Linked DNA regions of Mus musculus: region 2 is linked to region 1. A link is a contact called in public Hi-C data. All regions are on one chromosome and are shown on one strand. Each heading gives the region's core, a stretch centred on a gene start, on an enhancer-like site or on the middle of the called end of the contact. The rest is flanking DNA. Distances are from core to core; before and after follow the strand shown.

The links. A called contact is a pair of places that touch in the nucleus more often than the background predicts.
Region 2: a contact with region 1 is called in a Hi-C map of stem cell-derived neural stem cells, with 3 times the contacts expected there. The contact joins two enhancer-like sites. A contact is called at or near these places in 1 of 15 datasets of contacts at CTCF or cohesin (pro-B cells), 22 of 484 Hi-C or Micro-C datasets (the BV-2 cell line, the G1E-ER4 cell line, LSK cells and 13 more), 4 of 115 datasets of contacts at active chromatin or transcription factors (acute myeloid leukemia, astrocytes, embryonic stem cells and 1 more) and 1 of 9 other capture datasets (embryonic stem cells).

Annotation. Positions count from the first base shown.
Region 1 is chr2:134,484,092-134,491,003 of GRCm38.p6, forward strand. No RefSeq gene overlaps it. Among named protein-coding and RNA genes, the nearest start is that of Gm52526, 40 kb to the right of the region's middle. Within about 2 kb of position 2,115, at least 15 of the 459 cell types and tissues checked have an H3K27ac peak or open chromatin away from gene starts, as enhancers often do. A contact at or near this core is called in stem cell-derived neural stem cells, where this site is marked.
Region 2 is chr2:135,319,110-135,326,174 of GRCm38.p6, forward strand. It overlaps Plcb1 (phospholipase C, beta 1), which reads left to right. Exons shown (of 32, transcript NM_001145830.1): 13 at 3,501-3,585; 14 at 6,514-6,691. Among named protein-coding and RNA genes, the nearest start is that of 4930545L23Rik, 110 kb to the left of the region's middle. Within about 2 kb of position 5,037, at least 32 of the 459 cell types and tissues checked have an H3K27ac peak or open chromatin away from gene starts, as enhancers often do. A contact at or near this core is called in stem cell-derived neural stem cells, where this site is marked.

The DNA.
Region 1 (6,912 bases), core at 865-3,364:
TTAAGATAGAGTTTCTACAAATATTATTAAGTTGAATCTTGGCTATGTAGCTAAGATCTTATATCATCTGCAAGTTGGAGATAGAAAGACAGAGCCTTGTTTCTCTCTCTCTCTCTCTCTCTCTCTCTCTCTCTCTCATGTGTGTGTGTGTGTGTGTGTGTGTGTGTGTGTGTGTGTGTGTGTGTGTGTGTAAGTGTGTGTATTCAGAAGACAAGCTGTGGAAGCTGGTTTTCTCCTGATACCACTTGGGCTCCAGGGATGAAATTCCAGTTACCACACTTGGTAGCATGCTTCTCTACCCACTGAGCCATCCTCTGGCCCCCAAACTCATGATGCTTTGCACTTACTTCATTTGTGCCTGAGTTCTTCTTCCCTCTCAGCAACAAAAGTCCTTAGCTCCGACATCACACTCCCTGATTTTCTTTTTCTCCTCCAACTATTCAGTTTGTATCCCTTCTGCCTTGCTTGCTCTTCCTCATTTGTAAACTTTCAGAGGAGCATTTGCTAATAGCCACAAGGCACAGTTTATACTGGGCTGTCTTGAAATACCCTCTGTCAATATTAGTTCAAAACTGTCCCGTTTAGTCTCAGACAGACTCTTGGGACCAGGGCAATAAGCAGCGACACTCTTTGCAAAAATTACAAGAATGGTCTCTAGCTCCCATGATAATATTTTTCCCTTCTGATGCCCCCCAAGCTGATCCACCACAGTCTTCATTGTTCTCAGTTGTCTCCCACAGTCCTACCAGGAAGGCCTTTGAAACCCCACTGACAGTGTTCAACCACTTTCCTAATCCAAAGTCACAAACAGCAGCATGGTCAGGCCTGTCCCTTGGTAAGTCCTTGTATGGTCTTAGTTTCTTGTCTATTGCTATGAGAAGATACCATGACTAAGGCAACTTATAAAAGAAACCGTTTAGTTGGAGACTTGCTTACAGTTTCAAAGGGTTAGTCCATTACTACTATGTCAGGGTGCTGGAGACAAAGCTAGTAGCATACATCCCGATCTGCAAGTTGGAAACAGAAAGAGCTACTGGGCCTGGTGGGGCTTTTTGAAAAATCTCAAGTCCTACCTCCACCTCCTAATCCTTCCCAAAACAGTTCCCACACAGCAGAGAGCAAACTCAAATGCACGAACCAATGAGGGCGATTTTCAATCAAACTACTGTCTCCCCCAAAACATTAAGCAACACCTTTGCCCCTCTTATTTCGAGACAAACTCGCAGGTAGAACTCTATTCTAGGGTCTCTTTGAAGCTGTTCTCCAAAACCATCTGACTTCCTGGTGTCTCTTGAAAGTGGTTCCCTAGTAAACGACATGGGTTCCATCTTCATAGGGATAAAGTGCTCCTGGGTACCCCCACTATGGACACTTGCCTCACTGTGCCTGTCAAACAGTGGCACTGAAACCAATGTTCAAAGGAAATAGCACTGTGGCCAAATATTTTAGCCTTGTCCTCAACCCAAATGACCATAAAGTGTTAGCTAGTCTAATGCTTTCCCCCCTTTGTGTGTTTCCTTTGCCTTCTTCCTACAGCCTTGGGTTAAGCTGGAGGTGGCAATTATAGCACAAGCAAAGGAGAAACAAAGGTGACAGTAATGGCGAAAGGAAACAGCCAAGGAGGATTGGCGAAAGTGTGCAAGTGATCAAATGTGGTTAGTCCTTCAGCAGGGGGATGAGGGGCCAGTCTCCTGAAGTAAAAACTCCACAACATTTTAAGACAATAATTTGCTTAACTGTGATAATTAGTAGACCTAGTTAATCAATTTCATACACATTAGGACATTTTTCCCGAATCTGTCACTCTCTAAAACATTACTCCAAACTGAAATCGCTCCTTTAAAAAATATTTTAAAAGATCTCCTTCGCTCCTTTGCTCTTTCTTTGAACCATTAAAGTTATTATATAGCAAGGAGCAATTTGCAATAATTTACCTCTCCCAAAATAATAATAATAAGGTAGCTATGTACCCTGTGTGTTTGATTTAAGTAAAAGGCTTTCCCTTCCAGGACCTCACGAATGCACAAGGTTCAATTTCTGCAGAGCGCTAATGAACAGGCTGCTCTCCCAGCCCAGGCCCCTGCACAGAATGACTTCATTCAGGGCTACTGCTCGCGCATGGAAAGTGTTGGTTAAAAATCCCACAGAGTTCAGACGACCTTTTGCTAACTTCCCCCGCCTCTTATTTGTCTTTCTGGTCTAAGCCAGGAGTAACATAAATATTCATCAGCTGATGCTGGTAGCTGTGAAGTTATGAATGAGGCCACACGGCTTAGTTCTGACCCCATCCACAATTTGGAAGCTTCTCCCTACAGCTCCCAGGCAAAGGACACTTGCTGAACTCCTTGCTTCATACTAGAAAGCTTTTACAGATTCAGTCCCTTTTCCCTTTAAAGCTCTAAGAAGAAACGCTGTCTACTTAATGTTTACTCGGGGTTTATAGAAGAAAAACACCACCACTCTGCCAAGCTTTAAACTTTTAGAAGCCTTGTCATGACAGGAGCACGTGTCAAATCATCAGTGGGTCTAAGGATGGATGCCACTGTGGCAGGATCTTTCTATTGCATTGTGGCAAGGTCTCTTTTATATCAAATTCCAGACAGATACCTGGGGCACTTCTTGTTCAAAGAGCAGAGAAAATAGCCACGGCTTTGATCTCTGTCTACTGCTTGGCTAATTATCCAGACAGGTGTTCAAAAAGGATGTTGAAAGGTCTTGAATAACAGCACATCAAACAAGTCCTCTGTGCTGAGACAAAGTGGGGGAGAGAGGAGAAGGCACTGTGAAGCCTGACAGAGGCCTGCAGTGTAATTAGTCTTTCTTTAATGCGTATTTCCCACAAATTACCGCTTTTTAATATGGACTCTTAATTTTCCAGCTTCCGGCTCAAAGGAATTTTGCTATAAAGCTGAGTATGAATTTTGGGAGCAAGAGGCTATGGTGGTGTTAGGAACCCACCATCCAGTTGTGACTAAACCAGAAGTCAACATGCATTCATAGAAGTGGCTAAGTTTGTCAACATACAACATTCTGCTTTCGACATTGCTTTGCTAAAACTCAACATTTGGTCTTTCCTTGTCTCTAGGGAAACAATGCCAGTGTTAAATATTCATTGGATAAATCTAGAACTTAAGGGGCATTGATAGGAAGTGTCACTACAAGTGCCACACATAGAAAAGGCTTCCTGGAACTATTCTGGGCTATGTGCTACGAGCTTTGAACTATTCATACAGATCAGTATTTCTCACTGTCAAGGCCCTGTGTTTTTTCTAGGTTTTACCGCTTGCTGTATCTGACAGTGGAAATAATTGTCTAGACCACAGAACCAGAGAGATGGGGAACAGGATCTCAGGTGTTCAAATGAGGACCAGATCTTAAGCTGGCAAGAGACCTGGCTGGAACAGATACTCATAGCCAGATTCCTGTCTCTGTCTCCATCCTGGAGTCTACCCTTGCCAAGACCAGAACAGGAGCCAGAGGCAAGTATTCAACTATATTCTCTATGGCTCCAGTCCTTACCAGAGCAAGGCTGATGGAGAGCCATTGGAGGGAGTCACAGGGAATGACCTGCAGAAAAACTACCCAGGAGACAGCAATGATGGATTGTCATGCATACCCAGAGACAGCTGGAAAGCCAGCTGAGTTAGCAAAGGCAAAAAAAAAAATCCCACATTTTCTCTCCCTCTATCCCTTGCCCAACACTGAACATTTCAACCTAGGAGTAATACCAAGCAGAATTAGTTGTTGATCTTCCTATGAAACTCTATTTTTATAGTGTCATATATGATCACAATGTCAAAAGTATTTCATTTAAATACTCCTTGCTTTTTTGGTGTCAAGAAAGAAAGTGGCTTGACAGATAGTGACCTACAAAATCTGATGACAGATGATTCCATTTCTCGGCCTTGAGTATAATCAGCGAACTCAATGGAGCAGACTTCAGTTCGGCTGAGGCCCACCACAAACACAGTTCACAGTCCCAGGGTGGCGTTAGGACTTGAAGGCTCCATTATGCCAGCTATTTTCAGCTCTTCTGGGAGTTCCCTTCACTGTTTGCTGGTCCCGAGGGCCTTCTCCCATGTACCTCCTTTGCTTCATATAGTGCCTTCAGCCACTCTTGTGGAAGCCACAGTTACTCAACTTTAAAGTTGGGAATTTTTTTAAGTAATACTTACCTGAAATGTATACCTTTATTTATACTGATTAAAAGAGTTATTCTGGGGATTTGCATAAATAGATTTTTCATTTCTTATAACTCAATCTTGTTTTTATTATCTTGAAGCTTATCAATTATCACTGATTCTGCTACTGTCAGTAGACTGACCTTGGGTAAGTTTCTTAAACTGCAAATGAACGGGAAAGAATTGGGAGCTCTCATAGTGGCCACAGAATCCCAGCCCTCCCCTCTGTCATGTTATTATCCAAGGCTTTCATAATAAGTACCTGGACTGGGGAAAGTAATTAACTTCTTAAATCAAGTCAGCAGCAGATGGGTTTCACCAAACCACAGGCCTCAATGTTAAATTTATGGGATTGAGTTAGGCACACCAAAGAAGAAACCAAACAAGATGGTACATTTGAAAGAATGAGCAATTTGCTTTGCTACATCTCCATCATGCCATGATGTCAAATTGACAAGCTCATTCTGGGTCGCTGATGGGAGACTGGGCAAACAAAGAAAAAGATGACTTAGGGAGACCTCAGGCAAGCTCCTGCACAATGTAATTTTACGTTGTCACAGGATGTTGCATTCCTGCACAATGTAATTTTACGTTGTCACAGGATGTTGCATTCACAAGGCACCGCAAGATTACCATCAGAGAACACATGCATCCTCCTTTGGTATGTATCGATGGGGAAATAATTCTAGAACCTTCACAGAAACTAGGTTGCACAGGTGTTGAAGCCTCTTTGATAAAATGGCATAGGGTTTGCACATAAACTACACTTACCGTCTAATATATTTAAACCCATCTCTAGATTACTAAGAACATGATAAAATATGTAGGCTTTATAATCATTGTACTGTAGTATTTATGGATGAAGGCAAGAAAAACTGTGCATGCATCCAATGTAGGCACAGTCTTGTTTGGCCTAAGGTGTTTGAATCCATGAGTAGGGAACCCACCAATACAGATGGTTGATTGTATGTTTCCAAAATTTCTTTTTTTAAATGGAAATATAGCCAGAAAACAGTTGGTTTGTAAAATGGTACAAAGAGGGAGTTGCCAGGCTCAATGCACACATATACCAGTACAGAGTGCCAAGTTAAACTTGAATTTCACATAACAAGTGATATTTTGAAGGCATGTCCAAAACATTGCTCAGGATATATTTTCACTACAAATTTCATTGTTCCTATAGAGTATCTACTGTTTTGAAGCCAGTAAAGTCATCATACATTGGGAACAGCAATAGTTCTGCTTTTCCCTATTCACAATACTGAGGATCCAGAGGGTCCCATATTCATTAGTAGCTCTTCTTCCCGACCACATATGGCAGGTCAAGAAACAAATAAGTGGCCCATATGAGTTATGTTTCCTTATTATCTTGAGTGGGAGATGGAAAAAAAAATAAGTGAAGTTTTCTTCACTACAAATACAGTAGAGATGAGCCCAAGGAATGCCAGACAGCTGAATGTCTGACTAGGGGAGGCTACTGGTTCTGTGACTCGAAAGCACCAAGGCAACAACACTCTAGAGGAACAAGACTGGAAGATCCAAAGTGTTATTCCTGCTTTCAAACCACATTACCTCAAACCCTGCAGCACCATGCCATTGCTACAGCTTGGGGATTTGCCTATTCTTCTGGTTTTTCTTTGGCATGCACCCTTTCTCTGACTTAGTTCAAACTGTGTCTTACTGCCAACAAATCACCATGAGTTCTAACATCTCACCTGGGCATCATTTGTCATGCTGAAGTATGATTTTCTCAGAAGCACTGAAGATCTATTGATTTTGCATCTTATTTTGAGATGACTCCAGCATGGCTGCCGTGCATCACATCCCTTCGCCCTACTTACATGGCTAGAGAATTCTTTCTCTGGCCCGTATCAAGAATGCATATGACACATGGATACATGACTGACATGCTCTAGGGATGCAAAAATTCTCTCACTTAGTTGAATTTCTGTTGCTTATCAAATTCAAATTGAGGTTTACTGAAGAATCAAAGGAATTTTAAACATCAGAATCTATGTTCAAGAAAGCCATACTCTTTTAATATTATCATATTATCATTTCTGTTTCTTATTGTAAATCAAGTAATTTCACAATAGCACTTTGTGGTCATAAAGGCTCATTTGTACTTTCAGAACAATGTACAAAATCAATGTTCTTTCTTCAAATGTGCTGGTTTTAAAGTTCCTAAGTTAATGACGATAGAAACTTAGCATCTTAAGCTATATAGTGAAACAGTAAAAAGCAATGCAAAGAATATGTCACCCTAATGGTGGGGCACTAGCAAGAACCCCAAAGCCTGGGAGACAGCTCCTGGCCCACATTTCATCATTGCATGACCCTGGTGTTCAGAGAGATGTCTAGGACATGTAAGTAACCTCTGTAAAATCAAAGACCAAGCACACAACACTGCCCCTCCCAAGCTTCTAGCATCCTCCCAGTGAAACTGTTAAAATGTTCTTATTAGTTGAATATCATATTAGTAACTGTCGCTGTGAGATATCAAATGACCAAGATAATTATTTATTTCACTAAACTGTTTCCATGTTGTGACCTGAGCCTGAATATGAACATTTCTAAGATTTTGATATCTGTAATTTTTCTTCCCAATTCATAGACCATGGAACACTCAGCCATGATGAATATAGAATAGGAAACCATGCTGACTCTTACATTGGGGAAGAGTACTAGAGCTCCCTGGCTTATGTTTGATTTCTGATCAACAGTCAAAAAC
Region 2 (7,065 bases), core at 3,787-6,286, 840 kb after region 1:
TTTAAGTAGTTAAATACAGTATTCCGTTAATATGTGAGTAGAAAGCAACTTGGGTTAGAAGTAACCGATTTTCTAACTATATTTCTAGTTTGTTCTCAGGACTGTAACATTCACCACTCTGCATTCTGTGTCATTGCAATCATTTCATCCTATGAATGATGAAATCCCAATACATGGGTTTCCTAACACCCCTGAGGGACATGGAAGAGACCGGAATCTACCCCATTCCTTGCTATGTCTCCTCACCCTGCAGTGACTGCATTTCACACCTGGTTTGCTACAACAGCTCAGATTTTGAGCTGTTGACTTTGGGGGAGTCTTTCCCTTCCTTGTCTATCTCATTTTCCCTTGGCTTCAGCAGCCCCTGTCCATCCTGTTCAGGCAGGGTGTTTTTCAGATTTGTCGACGGTGCCTTGCTTATGTTTTCTTATTTTCTTAAAGAAGTATGTCTACTTAAAGCAGACAAAAACCAAGAACTGCTGTTCCATTTTGCATTGTCTCACTTGCTACAAAGTAAACTCTCCCTTGAAGTAGGCAGAGAGGCCACACCCATAATCACCACAACATAGAAAAGGTTACATTTACTGAATATGTATTTTGCACCAAACACTGTTCCCTATATGTTAGCCTTTTGTGCAACCCTTGCTATAAACCCTATTGTTCCCCAAAGGAACGGGGTCATCCTTGTCTTTCAGGTAAAGAACCTGAATCCTAAGTGAGCATTTAGCATGCTTGAGGCTATGCAGCTGAGGTGTGACTCAAACCAAGCTAGCCTGGCCTTAGAATACAGAATATGAACCAACACACACACACAAACTGACCTATTTGGCAGATGCTTTGTGGATATTTTAATATGTTTAGAAATATCTGCTGTGGCTTGAAGCACGTAATATATTTGTGAATTTCATCCCTTTAATTTTAATTACCATGGTGGCTGATGTTGATACTTTAAAAACTTTGCCTTGTCTTTATTCATTAACTGCAGTCTTAATGTCATTTATTTCTGTGGGTCTGACCTACAATTAAAGTCTCTTTAATTTCCGCGTGCGTGCGCGCACGTGTGTGTGTGTGTGTGTGTGTGTGTGTGTGTGTGTGTTCACTTTTCTCCCTGTTCTATTAAAAGAACACTGTGTGAGAACATGAGCAACCTGGTAAGTGAATTTCACATTTCACTTATTTCTTGGATACCTACATCTTCCTCTCCTTGTATTCACACAGACTTCTTTCTCAAAGCCATTCTCGGACCAACAGCATATGTTCTCTGGAAACTTCTTAGAAATACCTGCATGTTTGCCCTATAGATTCTAAGTATGAGTCTGCAGTTTACTGATGCTCCAGGTGATCAGAATGGCACATGTATGTGGCTCACTAGTTGCTCTTATCAGGATTACCTTACAGCTTTGCTCAAAATGCAGGCTCTCTGTGTTGTTCCCGTGTTCTTTAATGCAGCCTAGAACAGTGCCCAGCACAGATGCTCTGTTCTCAGCTGCAGCCAAGAGCAGGCTGACCTGGCAGACTTCCTGTGTAAGTTACCACTGGCAAAAGTCATCTACCCCATCAACCACTCCCTGCCTGCCCCAAAGGTCCCATCTATATAGTTTCTAATGAATTGTCCTTAAAGTGCAACCTCCAGTATGATTCAGGATTTAGTCAAGGGTTGGTCATCCCTTTCTCACACTTCTGAGAGTCGTCATCCTCTTCTCTTAGGGCTATGTAAACCATGCAGTAAAGTCCTGCTCAAGCAAGACAGGGAACAGTGTAGAAGTGTAAGGCTTTGCTGTGGACATGATCCCAGTGGAGGCAGGAGGATTGCAAGTTTGAAGCCAGCCTGGGATACACACAGTGTGAAGTAAGCTTTAGTTACATAAGAAGATTTTGTCTCTGGAGAAAGATCTCAAATTGTTGCGTTGGGCTTTGCAAATTCTTGGAATCTTTCCTTTAACTTCCCCGCAGTTCCAAGAAGATAATAACTTTGAGAGTTGACACCTGAACCCCAAAAGCTCACCTGACCATAGAGCACACAATTCATTTTTGTTAGAGACAGCTATAATGAGCACTTTCCTCCTGCACTGAAGCAGAGCTTCAGTCTAAGTGTCCCTTCCCAGAAAACAGTGTGTTCCAGGCTTCCCCTTCAGGGAAGGAGTCAAAATACAAATTACAGCCCCTAATCTTTATGATTTAAGGTAAAACACCATCATTTGCATCATAGTTACTAAGTCTTCTCTTTACTACATTTTTTTTTTTTTTTTTTGCTTGTCATTGCAATATAACCAGGGGAAGTTCGGACCCTCAGTTTGTAGATCGTAAACCCAACCCAGCAGTACTGGGTGCTGTGTAATGATGTTTATCATTGCACAAGATGAGAAAACTGGGTTTTTAATTGCATCTGAAAAGGTCAAGGGAAACAGGAGTGCTGAAAGCATTCAGATGTTCCCTCTAACAGCATCTTTACAAGGGCTGGAGGTACAGTTTCTGGGCTAACCGCAGACCAGGCGTCTCCTCTCCATGAGATCACTTTATATACCTCTCGCTCGTGTAGTTCTTCAAAGGCATTTGCAACTGTTACTCTGTTGTATCTTCTCAGCATCCTTTGTCTGGTTCCAAAAGCAGTTAAAATCCTTCTCCTTGTACAGTTTCAAAGCAGTTCAGAGCCAGAAGCTCACCTCAGAAAACCCTGAACTCTTGCTCCTGTCAGACCAGTTTCCTCCTGGCAGCCACCTGGGTTACTCCCTGCTTTGCTCTACTCTTTCTGCACAGAAAAGTTGCTGACAAGCAAATCTGAGCATAGAGGTGTGTGTGTGCCTGTCATCCTGGCGCCCAGGGTATTGAGGCAGGGGGTTCTCAACCATCAGGCCACCCTAGACTGCACAGTGAGGCCATGTCTCAAAACACAGGGAAGAAAAGAGTTGGAGACAGCCTTTGCCAACCCTGCTGTATCCTTCCAGCATCGCCCATGTGTGCACGCACACACACACACACACACACACACACACACACACACACACACACACACTTCTGCATGGTTTCCTAGACATATGAAGCTCCCTCTCTCCATCTATTCTCCTCTCTTTCTTTCTCACTCTTCTTTCCCCTCTTGATTCCTTATAAATAATCTGTTTCTGCTTTCTGTTGCTGTGATACATTTTATCCAAGAATTTACATGGAGCCACAAAAATATTCCAACCCCAGGAGCCTTGCAGTTGACATAGAACCAGGCAATCCAACAAAAGGAACAAAGTTTTTAACTCTAGAAATCTCATGAATCTGGAGACAGGGACATGATGTGTTGTGTCCTTGTCTGGGTTGTGTACGGTGACCTTAAAAATAGCCCTGCACAGCCACCCTGCCTCCTGCCCGTGTGTGAGTGTGTGGGTACTTGTGATGTTTAGGAAAGAGCTTCATAACAATGGAAACTGATTCTGACTGACTTCTTTCTGTGCTAGTAATACAAAGGACACCTCTCTGAATAAACCCCATAATTTCTTTCTTTTTGCTCTTAGCCCGAAGCAACAAGCCAAGATGGCCGAGTATTGCCGATTAATCTTTGGTGATGCCCTCCTGATGGAACCACTGGAAAAATACCCAGTAAGTAGCTGCACTCTGCTCCCTTGAAGGAGAACATTTATCAGTTACAGCTGGGGAGATATGTCCTCTCTGTAGATATATGATCAGCGAGATCTGAGCTGACTGGTGTCAGAAAATATGTGTCTGTTTCCTTTTCTTTATCCAGCCTTATCCCTCCTCTGCTTAAAGTGACACCATTAGTGTTTGTGAACAAATGTCTATTAACCCCCAAATAAGTTACTGAGGACAAGCCAAAGTAGTAATTCCACCAAAGTCTAATTTGGTACCAGGGAGTTACTTATAGGAATATGGATGAAAGGTTGTTGACAGTGGTGTGAATAACTCAAAGGTAACTACATAATCCAAAAGCCCACTTCAGCATGGGCATCAACTCATGGATGCTATATCCCTGGTGCTCCCTGCCTGACAAGTCAGCAGCTAGACCGGTTGAACAGTCCTCTCCCGATTCACACCCCACCCCACCCCACCCCAAGCAGTCCATACTGCTGGTATAATTAGGGAAAGAGGCCTTGAGAAGCTTGTAGGTTTCAGGAACTTCCTGAGTGTGTGAGATTTGTTGACTTCCCTTACTTCCGGAACATCATCAGCCTCCCTCTTTCCCTCTAGGAGAGAATGTTTCAGTTGTCAGTCAAGATTACAAAGTCCTCAGCAGTGAGAGTCAGCTCATAAAAGACAGTCCAAGAGGAGATAGCACTCTGTAAATACCACCATCTCCCCCCACCCCCCAATGGATCTTTGTCACACCCTTTGGAAGTGAATGCAAAATGTGGCAATACTGGTTCCTAAGCCTGTTTCTGCCACCTGCTGTCCACCACCTACATTTACCTTTGAGAAAACACTCAACTTCAGTTGCATCCATGAACCGATGAAATGCCCCAACTCTCCCCATGGGTATCCAGCAAAGAATAAATAGTCACTAAATACTATTTAAGCCTCTCTCTTATTGCTTATTTTTCCTTTAAACAAGATATTGGGGAGCTGAGTAAATCTGATTCCCTAATGGACAGTTGTGAGCCCTGCCCAGGGTGTCTGGCTGCTTGAACAGAGGATTGTCGGCCAAGTAGCCCCTCGTTAGCAGCCAGCTGGCCTGCCCTTATGGCAGCCTGACAGCCCTGAGCATTATATGCCTGCCTTGAGGGAGCTGTGCTGAAACTGCAGCTTCTTGCTGCCAAAGCAAAACGATTCTCGCTACCTCTGTGTTAAACAGCAGGCACCAGACTTCTCGCCATCACCAGCCTCAGCGACCTCTGAACAGCCATATTCACCCACGGCAGAGGGGAGCACAGTTCCTGGTGGCCCAGCAGAAATTTGTGGTTAGCGCAAGCACAGTACTTAATTGGTGTGGGGAATTCTGCAATGCAATGGGTTTCGGACACACCTGCCACGCCCCCTTCACCACTGTAGAATGGAAGCAAGCTGTTTAACTGTGACTCCACAGAGAGATGGCCTTCAGTGCTGCCCCCTGGTGTTGCAGCATGAGCAGTCCATAAGACAATTCTCTAGCCTGCTGTTCTCTTAAGGCTGAACTGGGGATAGGAAGAGGAGCTGGTAGGAGCAGCAGCAGAGTAGCACCAGATGACACTGGGATTCCAAAGAGTGACCAAGGTGAGGAACAAAGGTGCTGGACGAATAATGAACTGTAAAGAACAGGGAAGGGAAACTGGGCCGTATTTAATAGAAATCGTTACAAAGAAAGCTAAGCCTTAAGTTCCCAGGATCGAGACCTATAATACTAGGATTTTAGGTGCTCTGGGTCCTTACACCCTAAGCTCTTTCAGGAGATAGAGCACAAGCAGGCAATAGTGCCTTGCTGCTGATCACTGCTGCAGGAAGCAGAGGATCATGACAGCTGCCCAGTTCCAGACTACTGGTGGCTAAAGCTCAGACTGAAAGCCTGTCACCATGTCACCATACATCTTTAGCTTCTTAAGCCTAGAGCAGTAGAAGCCTGGCTCTCTGTGCTTGAAGCTATATAAGACATGGAGCATACGAACTCCAGGTCCCAGGCTCAGGTCCTCAGGGGGCCCAGCTTAGAACAAGGGAAGATCTTCTCTTCATCTCCCTGGGACTCCTGAGTAAGAGGACCCTGCCCAGTGGATGGGTAGCAGCCCCATCCCTGTTCATAAAGGCAAAGAGCAGCCAGAACCTAAAGAAGCCTCTTCTTCCTGGACACTTTGGCCCAGTATCTGCATATTTTCAAGTGAGTTCATACTGGTCCCCAGACTCATGGCAAGCAAAGGATAGAGGGCCAGCTTGTGGGACTTCAAAGGCCTCTCTAAAAATAAGCCTGTCTTGTGTCTTGCACATGCTCCCTGATACAGTAACTTATAACCTTCTCATGGGAAGTTGATTTCCCAGTATATGGACAAACTTGCAACAGTGAAGTAAGGCTCAGTAAGACAGCTCAGATCTAGGGGCAAGAGGAAAATCTGAAATTATGTCTGATTTGGCTGATGCTAAAAGCCCACCCGAAACCAACACAAGATGTTGCTGCCCCTAACGCTTTGTCTGAAACAGTGACTTATTTGGAAACTTTTACCCAACTTCAACAATTCTTTCTGTCCAATGTTTGGCCTTTTCCCAAAGACTCAGGTCAGAGATGATTTATGTATCTGCAGTAAAATGATTGGACTTGCAGGGCCCGTCAGAAAATGCCTGAGAGTCCAAGGTCAGACCATTAAATCTACCTGTACATTTCCGTGGCCTCATTTTTTTTTTTTTTTGTAGTTTCATTGTAGAAAATGAGTTAGGTCATTTAAAAGCATCTTTTATTTAAAACAAATGCAGGGCACAATTAGAATGCTTTCGTGAACTATGCTGAATATAGTAGATGCCAATCTAGAGGCTGTGCTATCCAAAGCAGTGGGATTAGAGAGGTGCCTGGAAGGAAGGACAGTATTTTTAAAGGCTGTGCTTTCTTTTAAATAGCTGGAATCTGGGGTACCTCTTCCAAGCCCTATGGATTTAATGTATAAAATCTTGGTGAAAAACAAGAAGAAGTCGCACAAGTCGTCAGAGGGAAGTGGTAAGAAGAAGCTTTCAGAGCAAGCTTCCAACACCTACAGCGACTCCTCCAGTGTGTTCGAGCCTTCGTCTCCAGGAGCTGGTGAGTGAGGGGCTGCCAGGCTCAGGATGGGTGGATTCGCAGATCTGCTGCTCTGAAATTGGCCTAGAAGGGCTTTCAGCTTTCAGCTTTCTCTCTTTGGATGGTTTATGTTGTGTTGCTTTTCGGTGGCACTCTTAACCACAAATTCTGTAGGTCGAAAGGTTTCTGAGAAAGCTTCTGGAATAAACCGAAGATGTCTTTCGGGAAGCTCTTAGGAAGGATTTTTCAAGCCCTAGAGGCCACTCACACCCACCGGCTCACAGGTCCCCCTCCCTCCAGCTTCCAAGCTAGTCATGTTGTTGTATCTCTATAGTCCTTCCTCTGTGGTCACTTTACTCTCTGACCACCACTTGAAACTCTTGTCAGCTCATAGC